Regions from separate parts of the Zea mays genome. Here all the other regions are linked to region 3. The links are chromatin contacts, called in public Hi-C and HiChIP or PLAC-seq maps. All regions are on one chromosome and are shown on one strand. The core of a region is the stretch at or near the end of the contact, and the rest is flanking DNA. Distances in the headings are between cores, read along the strand shown.

Region 1 (3,692 bases), core at 857-3,356, 300 kb after region 3:
GCTGCATGTCACCCTCATCGGAACCTGGCATCTCCGATGCCAGATGTATATGCGGCGGTTATGGTTGGGAGGGGCAGAGGGGGTCAGCTGGGGCCTTGCCCACGACCGAGCAAGAAACAAGGCCTTTTTCTTCTAATTCTTGCTTGCCTCTAATCCCCACATGGCTTACATATAATATCCTCCCTGACTAATGACTCCCTATAATTTCTCTGTTCTGTCCTATTATCCCTCCAACTTTCCAAACTAACCCAATCAGCTAACTAGGGAAGGCTGAACAGATTTGACTCTAATTGAGGCGTGACCCTTGTGCTTGATAATTTGATCGTTCATTTTTATAATCCTCCAGGCTAGAGGCTTCCAACCAGCCGACGAGGATGATGACTCAGATGATGATTTCAGTGACGATGAGGAGCTACACTCACCAATAGATGAGGTGGATCCGTTCATTTTCTTTGTAGAAACTGTTCAAGGTAAACTGTGTTCTTTGCTAATAGATGTTTGTTCTCACTTGGAAAAAAAAAATCTGGCTGAGTTCCTCATAAATTGCCTGTCCGTTTGTCACAGCTTTGCAGGCATCTGATCCTGCCAGGTTCCAGAACCTTATGCAGACATTGGATTTCCGTTATCAGGCGCTTGCTAGTGGCATAGGACAACATGCCGAGCAAAGAAAAATTGAAATTGAGAGAGAGAAATCTGAGAAGGCAAATGCACAGTGACATAATAAATCATTTCTGGCCGCCCTTGTTTTTGCCATTTTGCCAGTATAAGCCATTGGTGTCTGGTCAATTCCCTGTGATTTGCAGGTCGCTGGTATGAGTTTTGCAGCCTTAGCCAACCTTTAAGGGTAGGACAATTTTAGGCTCGCAAAATTCTATCCTTGTGAGGAAGCATCTTGGATAATCTGTCACGTCGGCCATGTTCTTCGTGGCCTGTTGTTGCCGTCTTGGTTGCGCAAGAAAGTTTCTCTCGAGGACAGTTGCTCCGTCTTGTTGAATTTTTTTTTGGGGGGGGGCTTGTAAGAGCATTTGTTATAGAAACTCACCTCAGGTGGTGGGGTTGCATTCTCCGAGTTGTCAAAGTTTATTACTGGTTCGGAGTAGATTGTATATGGTTTCGGTTGGTAAGACAACGGTTGTACGAGCTGCGGTATATGTTTTTTTTTGTCAACAGGACATTGTAATTGGGTTTTGTTCTTTGGTCGGCGAGAGCAAGAAAAATTGGCATTGTTCTGCGGAGTTACCTTGTTTGGTTTCATTGTCCACTTGCCTGTGTTGCAAAATTATATAATGTTATAGAAATTGGATGGTGTAGCATATATATATACATATAATGATACTTGCAGTGATATTATAATGTTGAAAACTGGGCATTGTTCAAAATGGCACGGCAACCATATTGTTCATTGCACAAGTGTATATGTATAGACAGGATCTGAATGTTTGCAGGACATTGCACAAGTGTATATGTATAGACAGGATCTGAATGTTTGCATCCTGCAAAGTTCAGTGCACTGCACAAGTCGGTTGAGACCTTTATACATGCTTTAGCTTTCATGATCGGGCAACCCCTGCGCTCCAAACCGGAGCTGTGCCCAAGCGTCGATAAGAAAACCGTAGCGGTGAGCGGTGTTCAAAAACCGATAAGACCAAGAACAGCTTCTGCTTTCGGGTTTGTTTGGGTAATCTTGGATTGAAGTGGATTGATGTGGTATAAGGTGTATTGAAGTATAATATGAACTAATTTCCCTTTCAATTTCTAAAATACACTTCAATCCTTATTTATCCAAACAAGGCTTTCATGAGCGGGTAACCCCTTCGGCTCCGAATCCGATCGGTGCTCATGTGTAATATGAACAAAGTTTCGAATACACATGTGCGGAGAAAGGAAAGGAAACGTGAAGAAAGCTGAGGCAGACGTTGCAAGCTACACGGACACGCACCTACATCGCATCAATCCCACAAAAGCAATTTTGCTGACGCCCACGCCAGCCAGACTACAAAGGAAAAGGAGAAATTGCCAATACATATAGATCGGTGCCGTCTGGTCGTGTACCACTGCACCGGTCTGCCTGGGCGGAGCTGACGGATGTCTTGCGGCGCAGCTATTCCAAGAGCTGCATGCGCGCGTGTCGCCGAGGGACACGACCGCAGCCAATGGCTTTCACCTTGTGGTGTACTCCTACCGGTCAGTTTGGGACCAGGGGTCCTTCTCGACTGCATAGCTTGTCCACTCGTTCCCACAGTAGAGTAGAGTAGACCAGGGCCTGGTGGCGCCGCTTGAGGTGAAAGAGAGCGTCAGATCGCGAGAGACCTAACGATAGGAGCGAGACGTGACCGCTCGAGGTGACGCAGCTCGGCATAGCCATGGTTATCTCCAGCAAATTACATATATTACTATATATTTAAAAATCCACTATCTCTATATTTAAAACTACACTACGTAACACTATTGTTTATAGTAAAAAACAAGAACGACTTTGATACCACCTATATCGTACTCGGTTTCAAAAGACAAATCAAATACAAACTATATACGTGACAGGATCAAAACTCACATACACAAACGACTACATAAATACAGGACCAAACTCACATACACAACGGCTACATAAATGACATATCATTGTACAATGCTCGAAATAAAATAGATATTTTACATAACATTATGCAGCAACACTTACGCGAAAACGGAAGCATAGAAAGACAAGGGAGAACATGTCACTCCACATACATCTGACTTGGGGAGATCGTAGACCTAGCCTTCATGCTTCACAAAGTCTTGGAACTCTTGGAAATTGCTTCAGCAACTTCTCCTAAGCAAAGGTTGCACCGAGGGCAACTAGGTGTTTATGTGAAATTATTTATTATTAGTAGAAGCCAAGTTTTAGCATAATCCCATGAACCACATCCTCCTTAGAGATGGTAATGGGGACCCGATCCCTGATTTCCCATGGGTAATTCCTCTATTAGGGGATGTGTATGGGGTCAATTTGATCCCCACGAGGGATCCTTATGGTACAAAATCATTCCCCTATCGGGTCTAGCGGGGTCAGGTATGGTTACCCACTCCCCATCCCCGTAACCCACCCTGTTAAGCGGATAGTGTACCATGTTAGTGTTACTGTGTACGCGTGGCAGGCCCAACCAATGACCCAAATGGCCAACCCAAGACCCAACATGTGAGTCTACTCAAGTCCTTGTGACCTATGCCCATGGCTTGACCTAGCGCAGCGCCGCCGCTTTAACACCACGCCACAGCCGTCGCTATAGCGTCGCACCGCCGTCGAAGGGGGAGCACTGAAGCACCAAAGGTCGATGGTCTCAGAGGGGGGAGCAGAGCACCGGAGGCCGGAGCAGCCGCACATGGAGGTCGGCGACGAGTCGGCCGAAGGCCGTAGCAGCCACACATGGAGATCGACTACGCTTCGACATCACTCCATTGCGGGATTTTTGGTCTTTACAACGATGTCGTCCACGTAGACCTCCAAGTTACGTCCGACTTGGTCGGTGAAGCAGTGGCACATGCGCCTCTGGTACGTAGCTCCAACGCTCTTCAAGCCGAACGACATGGAGACGTAGCGGAACATGGCGAAGAGGGTAATGAAGGTGGTGGCATGTTGGTCGGTCTCATCATGGCGATTTGGTGGTAGCTCGAGTATGCGTCCAGGAAGGAAAGGAACTCACACCCGATGG
Region 2 (4,009 bases), core at 902-3,401, 280 kb after region 3:
CCGGCATACCATTGCCCACACGACTCGGTGCAAAACGATCCTACAGACCCAACGAACACGGACAGAGGCTAATTACCGCGGTTCAGGGGAGGAGATGCCTCCGGCCACGTGAGCGGTGAGGTCGCGGCGACGGTCCCACGGCGGTGAAGACTCCCCGCGCACCAGGTCGCCAGTCCAGCGCGGAGAGGTTGCAACTGAGTACTTGAAGCAGGCCAAGCTCTCCCGGCTGGTGCCCGATGGTTCGACGGCGAGCATGGTCAGCGGCGGCACTCGTCATTTTCTTCTCTCATTCTCCCCTGTTCTTGTGACCGCGGCAGCTTGCGACGGCGATGAATTGGTGGCTGGTGAGAGGTTGAGAATAAAGGAGGGAGAAGAAGAGGTGCACGGGTTGCCCTTTGTACCCAGCCCAGAGGGGGTCATCCCGGTCAGCCCATGCCCGCGAATTTCGCGGCGGAGCTGTTGCATCAGCCGATCTCCACGGCGGGTGGGCGAAACTGGGGAACATGGTGACTGACAGCGTTCTATTGGAGGGGGATTGACGCAAAGAGGACGTAGAGCCCCAGGGTAATCCCTTACGATCGCGCGGGGGTCAGTTCGTTGCGTCGTCAACCGATTCCGAGGATCGCGCAAGGATGGAGCTCGCCCGGGTCGCGCGGGCGAAGGAAGGGGGCGAGTCTGACGTCCTGGGTCCACGCGCCAGTGGCGGGGAATGCGGATTGGGCTGCGCGGGGGCAGAAGCTAAATGGGCCAAAATGGAGTTGAAGCGGCCCAGGAGCGCCCAGCGCGAGTTTTTTTTCTTTTTCTTTTGTATTCTCTCTTTTCTTTTCTGATTTCCTTTTTTTCTCATTTTGAATTTCAAATTTTGACTTTTAAATTTTTTTGTTTTGGACTCGTTCATATTTCAATTGTACAAATTCAAATCTAGTGATGAACACGGTATAATGTTTTATGTAGGTATTTCCTTCATGGCATCTTTCCTCTCTTTCTTTATTATTTCAAATTCTAAATTGTAAACCAAGTCTTAATTCCCATTTATGTAATCACTATTTTCAGTGAATGCACTCACACAAAATAAATTCAGCATGATGCATATTTTATTAAGGAATTATCCACTTTACCTTTGCCTTCTAATACTTTTCATGAATGAAAAGGTACTACACATGAAGATTTATTTCTTTCTCTTATATTTCAAAGTTGGGTATTACAGTGGACGCCCTCCTTGCGTCCTTATAGAGTAGTAGAGATTGAATCTAGGGATGACAAGGATGACAATGAGTAATTCGCTGTCGGGGAATACCTCCCCATCTCCTTCCTCACGACATAAAAACTTCCCCAGGGATATCCACAAACGCTTGCAGGGTGCATTTCTTCCCCATCTTCTACGGGATAAATCCACGACGGAGATTTAAGTGGGGATTGGGATCCCGCTTAAATTATAATTAGGATATAGATTCTTTGTTATTAACGCAAAACATCATTACTTCTATATATTGTGAGATGTAAGAAATTATTATGTGTACATAAAAAATAACACATTTGTACAATGAGTAATCTCTTGATAAGATAATTAATTAATTTTATTATTAAGTAGTATACGAAAACATCGTCATGTGCATGTTTAACGGGTCTCCGCGAGGAACGAGATGGGGAATCCGTCTTTGTTTACCGAGTTTCCGCGTTTACATCTCCATGAGGTCTAGTTTGCTAGTCAAAGTTTATTCAATCCCCTTCGATTTTGTAGCCCCTCTAATCCCTTTTAATTTTGTGACTCCTAAATTATCCCTAAAGGAAAACTCCATCTTCTAATGTAAAGGAAAACTCCATCTTCTAATGTAGGAATTTCGACCAATCGGCGTTTGGCGTGTCTAATCCAAAACGAGCGAAATGATAGAGGCGCTGTAACCAGGCAACCAGCTGTGAGCTGTCTCTCTGCGGCTCTGTGCTTGCCCCGGCAGGTGACCCCTGCTGGCAGCCGCAGCCACCAGCGAGGCCGGTCAGTCCGGCACAGAGGATCTCCTGACTGCTGGGTCCGATCTGTCAGCATAACATCCCATGGTCACCAACCCACCCTTCGCGCCGCACCCGGACCAAACCCTAGGGTTAAATACATTTTGATCCCTGCCTCTCTCCCGCACGCCCCCGCCCCGAAGACCTCGCGACGCCAAAAAGGAGGAGAGACCGCCACCCCCACGCCCGCACGGCCCACTCAGCGCTCTCCACCCCCGTCCCCTCGCGGCGGCGGCGGAGCCCGAGCCTGAGTCCTGCCCCCCCGGGCTAGGTTGGTCTCCGCCTCCGCCCTCCAGTCTCTTTGGCACAACCTGCAGCCGCTGGCGCAGGTGGACATGGATCTGCCAAGCCTCGCCGTCGTGCTGCGCGCCGCGCTCAGTCACGTTCCTGAGGAGCGCAAAGCTGCAGAGGAGAGTCTCAACCAGGTGAGCGCCTCGTCGCCTTCCGTAGTCTCGTCACCCGATGGTGGACCTCAGCTCCTCCTCAGTATCCAAACCCCTCTGAAGGCGTCTTGTTACTGTTTGATCGCGAGTCGATAGCTGGGTCTTCGAGGTGATCCGCGCGCGAATCTGGGGGCTCGATGTGCGCGAATCTGGGAGGTCGATACTTCGAGCGCTTGGTTTTTTTTCCAGGGGGCCTTTGTATTCGTCGTTGGTGCTCTGATTATTCCGATGCACAGGGTTCGTGTGTGTTTTCGTGGTATCGTGCTCGGTACTTGTGCAAGTTTCACTGCTGTACTGCGGTAATTTGGTACTGACTGTACTGTTGCAGCGGGTTTGAGTTGTTAGGTTCATTAAGTTTTCTGGGGTCTCCTACAGTAATATCAGTTACACTGCGAGGCGATGCCAAAAAGTTGGTGACTCGATTAACTGTTCGAGCACAGATAGGTTAGCGGGTCAACATATTCAAATGGGCTACATAGTCGATCACAATATGAAGGTGTCGTTTTTGAAATCCGTACTGGTGTTCCAAAGTATCCCATTATTTGTTTTATTGTTATCGTGATTACAAATTCTGTTTGGCAGTTGCAAAGGATTAAAACTGAGGTTAGGGTGCTAACTTTTGGTGGTTGTTCCAATTTCGCTTTTAATAGTACATTTACCACAAAACATTTTCGTTTTTTGGGTCAGCTGATTGGATTGGCTTAAAAGCTTCCAGTTGTGATACTTGTGTAACATATATTGGTCAAGATGGTGCACTGAGTGTTGTTTGCTCAGTCTTTGATTATTTGATGAGCTTTCTAAGTAATTTGATGCATTTTCTAGTGGGAATAATTAGATTTATACCATTAAAAGATTGCAACTTTAGATATATACCATGGGCTCCACATGTCATTGACTCATGTGAACCCCACACGTAAGTGAGATAGCAATGGTATATATCTAAAGTTGTAATCTTTTAACGGTACATATCCAACTTTCCCTTTCTAGTGTCATGATCAGTTCATGGTAATTTAGAGGTATCCTGTACCTTTTGAATTGTAATTTAGAAAGATGAACACATTCTGCTTAGGGTTAATTCTCTGTGTGTGATCAAATGCTTTGATTTGGCATTAAAAAGTGAAGGACACCCCTATTCCTCCAATTCATCTTCTTTAGCCCCTACGTGCCACCTATATCAAATGGAATTGGTAGTAGGTAATACACAAGTAATCGAGAATTCAGTTTTTGTCCCATCGTGTACTGTTGCAAGGCAATAAACAAGATGAAGTGATGGTTTAGGAGGGGGACCATAACTTTCCAGTGGCAATTTGAGATCTCCAGTAACATTCGGTGGCACACAATTATCATGGTTGCCATATATGCTGTGAATTGTTTGAACTTGTTTGGGCCTCTCTACATGACAACATCTGACACCCTTGCATGACAACGTATCCCTGGCTGTCTGAAGTACAATTTGGAATCCTATACAACAAGAGGCCATGATGTTGACATGGTTTCATTTCAATATTGTTGGAGCTTGTGTTAGATTGCAATGTCAGTGGGTGACTTGGGAGGCTGTG
Region 3 (3,934 bases), core at 344-2,843:
GATGGAATCCGCTCTTCCATGTATAGAGAAAAGTATAAACAGCAGGTCACAGTCACAGCAGAGCCGCAGCTGATAAGCCATGGCAAGGAAGACCCCTGAATTTATCAAAGAAACTAACTAGCCGCCAACAAAGACTGCCAAGAGAGCAGCTGAAGGAACATTCGCACAAAGTAGACATGAGACGAAGAAAATAGATATGACGATGATGTAAACGGGGGAAAACAGAACAGAGACCACATACACGTTGGGCACCAACGGCGTCGTCTTTACTTTGGGCTGTACCACATTCCCGATAGCGAAGATGCCACCACCACGCACAGTGTCCAAGCAGTGAGCAAAAATCTTCCTCACTCTACGAGCAGCAGCCAACTGCGATAGCATCGACGAATCCGACTGGCCGAACCCAAGAATCCCATCAAGGGCCTGGTTCGAGGATCCCAAATCCCCACCAAGCTGAGCACCACACCTGCAGAAGCATAACGAGAAGAGAGGCAGAATTAACGGACGAGTACAAACGAGTGGTCCCCTGGCCAGGTGCAGGCACTTGTTCCAAAAGGCTCACCCAAAGGTGATGCTGGCATTGGACGTGGTGGTCTGGCCGTTGCCGGACACCTGGTTGTACTGCACGAAGTCTGTGACGTAGAAGCCGGTGGTTGTGCTCCCATCTCCGTAGGTGATCCTGAACTGGCACGGCGACGACGTCGAGGGGCACGTGGGGGGCACGCCGCCCGCGCTGTTGGCAACGCAGAACTCCTGCTCGCACCCCACCGTGGTCCCGCTCCCAGCCGGATCGTACTGCGTCAGCTCTATCTGCAACCAAACCAACGCGCAGGGAAGGACGATTCTTCACGACAAAAATCATCACACCAAGCAGGCAAGGACCATAGGGACAAGCATGGCATGGGAGCATCGCGCATGGCCTGGTGTGGCCTGGCCATGGAGATGGTCAGATGGAGCAGTACCCCAAGTCCGCTTCTGGTGGGGCAGCCATCGCAGCGGATGCAGTTGACCCAGAGGATATCGCTGCCGGTGTCCACCTGCACGTAGTAGCCCTTGGGCGGCGAGCCGATCTCGATCCGGGTGTAGTACAGGCTGTGCTGCGAAGACCCCCAGTCAGACACGCCAAGAAAAGCATACTACTGACCTATGGGGAAGCTGCAGCCAGAAAAACAGCGCGCGCCGGCGAGGCTGATAGGTCACCTACCCGGTATCTGTGGGGAGCCCGACGCCGCCGAGGGCCAAGTCGACGGCGCCAAGGAGCCGGCCGTGGCGGTTGGCGTCATGCCTCCGCAGCGCCGCGAGGTGCTCCGCCACACCCCGTCCTCCGTGGCGCGGGAACTTGCGGCGCACCTGGAAGACGCCGGTGGCGGACGCGCACCCCACCGACAGCGCAAAGAGGAGGACGAGGAGCACCGAGAAGAAGCTGGAAGCGCGGGGCGCCGGTGCCATCGATCTGATCGGGCTATGGGTTTGCTTAGCCCGGAGGACACTCCAGAGTCCAGACAGCTAGCCGGGGTATGTGTATCGGTGTATCCGCGTTCGGCGATGACGCCGGCCGAAAAGGAGGAAAAGATGAGGAGGCCAAGTGAAAATTGAATCGGCGTTGCTTTCAACGGTCGGTGTTTAAACCAGACCTCTCCCACTCAGCCACTCCGATGTTTAAAAGCTGACTTTCACATCTTAGGCCAGCTCTAATCATTCATCCCACATTTCTCACTCAATCTATACTTTATATTATACTTTACTATATGTCTCTAAAAATATTATCTCCATATACAAGTATACTTTACTATATGTCTCTAAAAAATATTATCTCCATATGCATGATGTCTCTAACCATTCTCCATATACAGCTCCCTCTATATATTATAATTAAATTATTTAGCATTTTTCATTATTTTTTGAAGTTTAAAAAATCCAAGACTATTTGTACTATGATAATGCACATTATTATCAGGTGACAAAACGTAAATAAGATTAATATTGCAAATAAATAGAGTAATTGGAGAATATGGGGAGATTGAAACTCACTCCATATATGGAGTAGCTTTCTCTCACCCCATATATGAGACACTATGGGAGGAAACGTTGGAGCGGTTGTCCCCTATAGTACACTGTGTTTGGGGTGGGTGGGGATGAAAACCATCGGTAAACGCTAAAACCGTTACCATTTTTATATTTTTTTTATCGAAACGAAATTAAAAACAATAACTCCGAAAACTAAAATGATATCGGTATTTTAGAAACATCGAAAACGAAAGTTCGACATGAAAAATACACTGGTAATAATCAAAGTCTAAAATATGATTGATAAACATATCAATATAAAAATATCTCAGTATAACAAGTTCACAATATAACAAAGTTGACAAATATCACAAAGACCACAAGTTCACAATATACCAAGTTCATAAATATCACAAACTCATAATATAAAAGTTCACAAAGATTACAATTTCATAATATAACAAGTTCATAAAGATCACAAATTTACAGACTCAAAGTTCAAAGTTCACAAATTCACAATATAATAGGGTTCACAATTCCGAGACACAAAAATCTGTAATTTCATACATAGGGTTCATACATGCAAGATTTATGGGTTTAACATGCAACAGTGTCCATCTAAGTGTTCATATGCTCATCTAAAAAAAGAAAAAAAAATCAAGTAAAAATAATATCCACTCGTTCTAGCTGACATGGCATGCTTACTCGAGTTTTTTTCTGACATAAAGAGTTATCTTTATCAGTCTCGCAATGAAATCCTAGAATATAGTGTGTGGAAAAGGTTGGCTCTCGACTCCCAAGAATTATATATTACTAATACATACCATTTGTATAGAAAAGGATAGATTTGTTCGAGAGACCAAATCATCAATCCCAATATACTTACAACACCATTTACCCTAAAAAATTCTCAATGAGTTCAAAAAAATACAAAAGAAGTAACCCTCGTGTAGAGATGTACAAGCGGTACGTCAAATCACCTATAGGAGGAGAAATACCTAGCTAGACTCTTTATGGGTTGTGATCGAGTTGTTGGTATGTTGGGAAATTCTGAAAAATTCCGAGACACAATTCTGGAAAAACACGAGAGAAATCAATAACCAAAGAAAACGGACGGTAAAATAACACGTTGATTTTGATTCCGGTAGAAAATTCAAAAACCTGATTTTGTTTCCGAACCGTTACCAATGAATCTAACTGAAAAAATCAAAATTGGTTTTCAAAATATCAAAAAAAAAAATAAATTGTTTTCCTCTCGGTGGGTAGGGGTGGGGGTATTGTTGGACATGACCTTAGTCCATATACGCGGGGAGGGGTGGGGGTATCGTTGGACATGACCTTAGTCCATATACACATAGAATGCATGCTCTATTTTAATCATCTTAAGGCGATCTCCAACGACCTCTCTACTCCACTCCATATTTTAAACTACAGCATCTCTATCTCAACTTTTGTCAGCTTAGATCAGCGCTACATCAACTTTTTTATAAAATTTTATTTAAAATAAAACATGATATTTTATTGAAACAAAAAAATTATATGAGTGATAATTAAACAAGTTAAAAGACCTTCAAGCATTTTCACTTTCAAGAGACGTAGTGCTCTAGCCAAATAATTTTTGGTGGCCTCTAGCTTGATATCGTTTTGCATCAATTTTATCTTTCACGTGAATCGCACATCCTTATATTATCTTTAGTAGCTTAGACATACTCACACACATATTCGAACTTCACTCAACGAACAGTACAATCTACAGTATAAAATAATATTTTTGGTGACCATATAAACTGTACATAGTTTTGCTAGAACTTGGAGCCTTCTCTTTTTCGCAGCGAGTAGATCTACCATTTTTCCAAGCACTTGTTGTATATTTTCTTCCCACGAGGGACATCCAATACCCAGATAAAAATTCATCGAATACGGTACA

Evidence for each region. Hi-C and Micro-C count contacts between places; a contact is called where the count stands out from the background. HiChIP or PLAC-seq counts read pairs in DNA pulled down with a chosen protein or histone mark.
Region 1: an H3K4me3 HiChIP or PLAC-seq map of leaf shows a contact between it and region 3, with 5 times the contacts expected there. The contact joins the enhancer-like site here to the promoter of LOC100283580 in region 3. A contact is called at or near these places in 4 of 25 Hi-C or Micro-C datasets (leaf and tassel) and 2 of 3 datasets of contacts at active chromatin or transcription factors (leaf and seedling).
Region 2: a contact with region 3 is called in a Hi-C map of leaf, with 8 times the contacts expected there. The contact joins the promoter of LOC100193617 here to the promoter of LOC100283580 in region 3. A contact is called at or near these places in 9 of 25 Hi-C or Micro-C datasets (bundle sheath, ear, endosperm and 4 more) and 2 of 3 datasets of contacts at active chromatin or transcription factors (leaf and seedling).

The regions. Positions count from the first base shown.
Region 1 is chr5:163,653,230-163,656,921 of Zm-B73-REFERENCE-NAM-5.0, forward strand. It overlaps LOC100193617, which reads left to right. Exons shown (of 22, transcript NM_001358847.1): 21 at 347-470; 22 at 565-1,234. The coding sequence ends at 716. Among protein-coding and RNA genes, the nearest start is that of LOC118471960, 12 kb to the right of the region's middle. Within about 2 kb of position 2,107, at least 20 of the 20 cell types and tissues checked have an H3K27ac peak or open chromatin away from gene starts, as enhancers often do. A contact at or near this core is called in leaf, seedling and tassel, where this site is marked.
Region 2 is chr5:163,631,967-163,635,975 of Zm-B73-REFERENCE-NAM-5.0, forward strand. LOC100193617 reads left to right here and starts at 2,152. Exons shown (of 22, transcript NM_001358847.1): 1 at 2,152-2,432. The coding sequence starts at 2,343.
Region 3 is chr5:163,355,798-163,359,731 of Zm-B73-REFERENCE-NAM-5.0, forward strand. It overlaps LOC100283580, which reads right to left and starts at 1,594. Exons shown (of 10, transcript NM_001156481.1): 1 at 1,205-1,594; 2 at 963-1,092; 3 at 563-810; 4 at 242-466. The coding sequence starts at 1,449.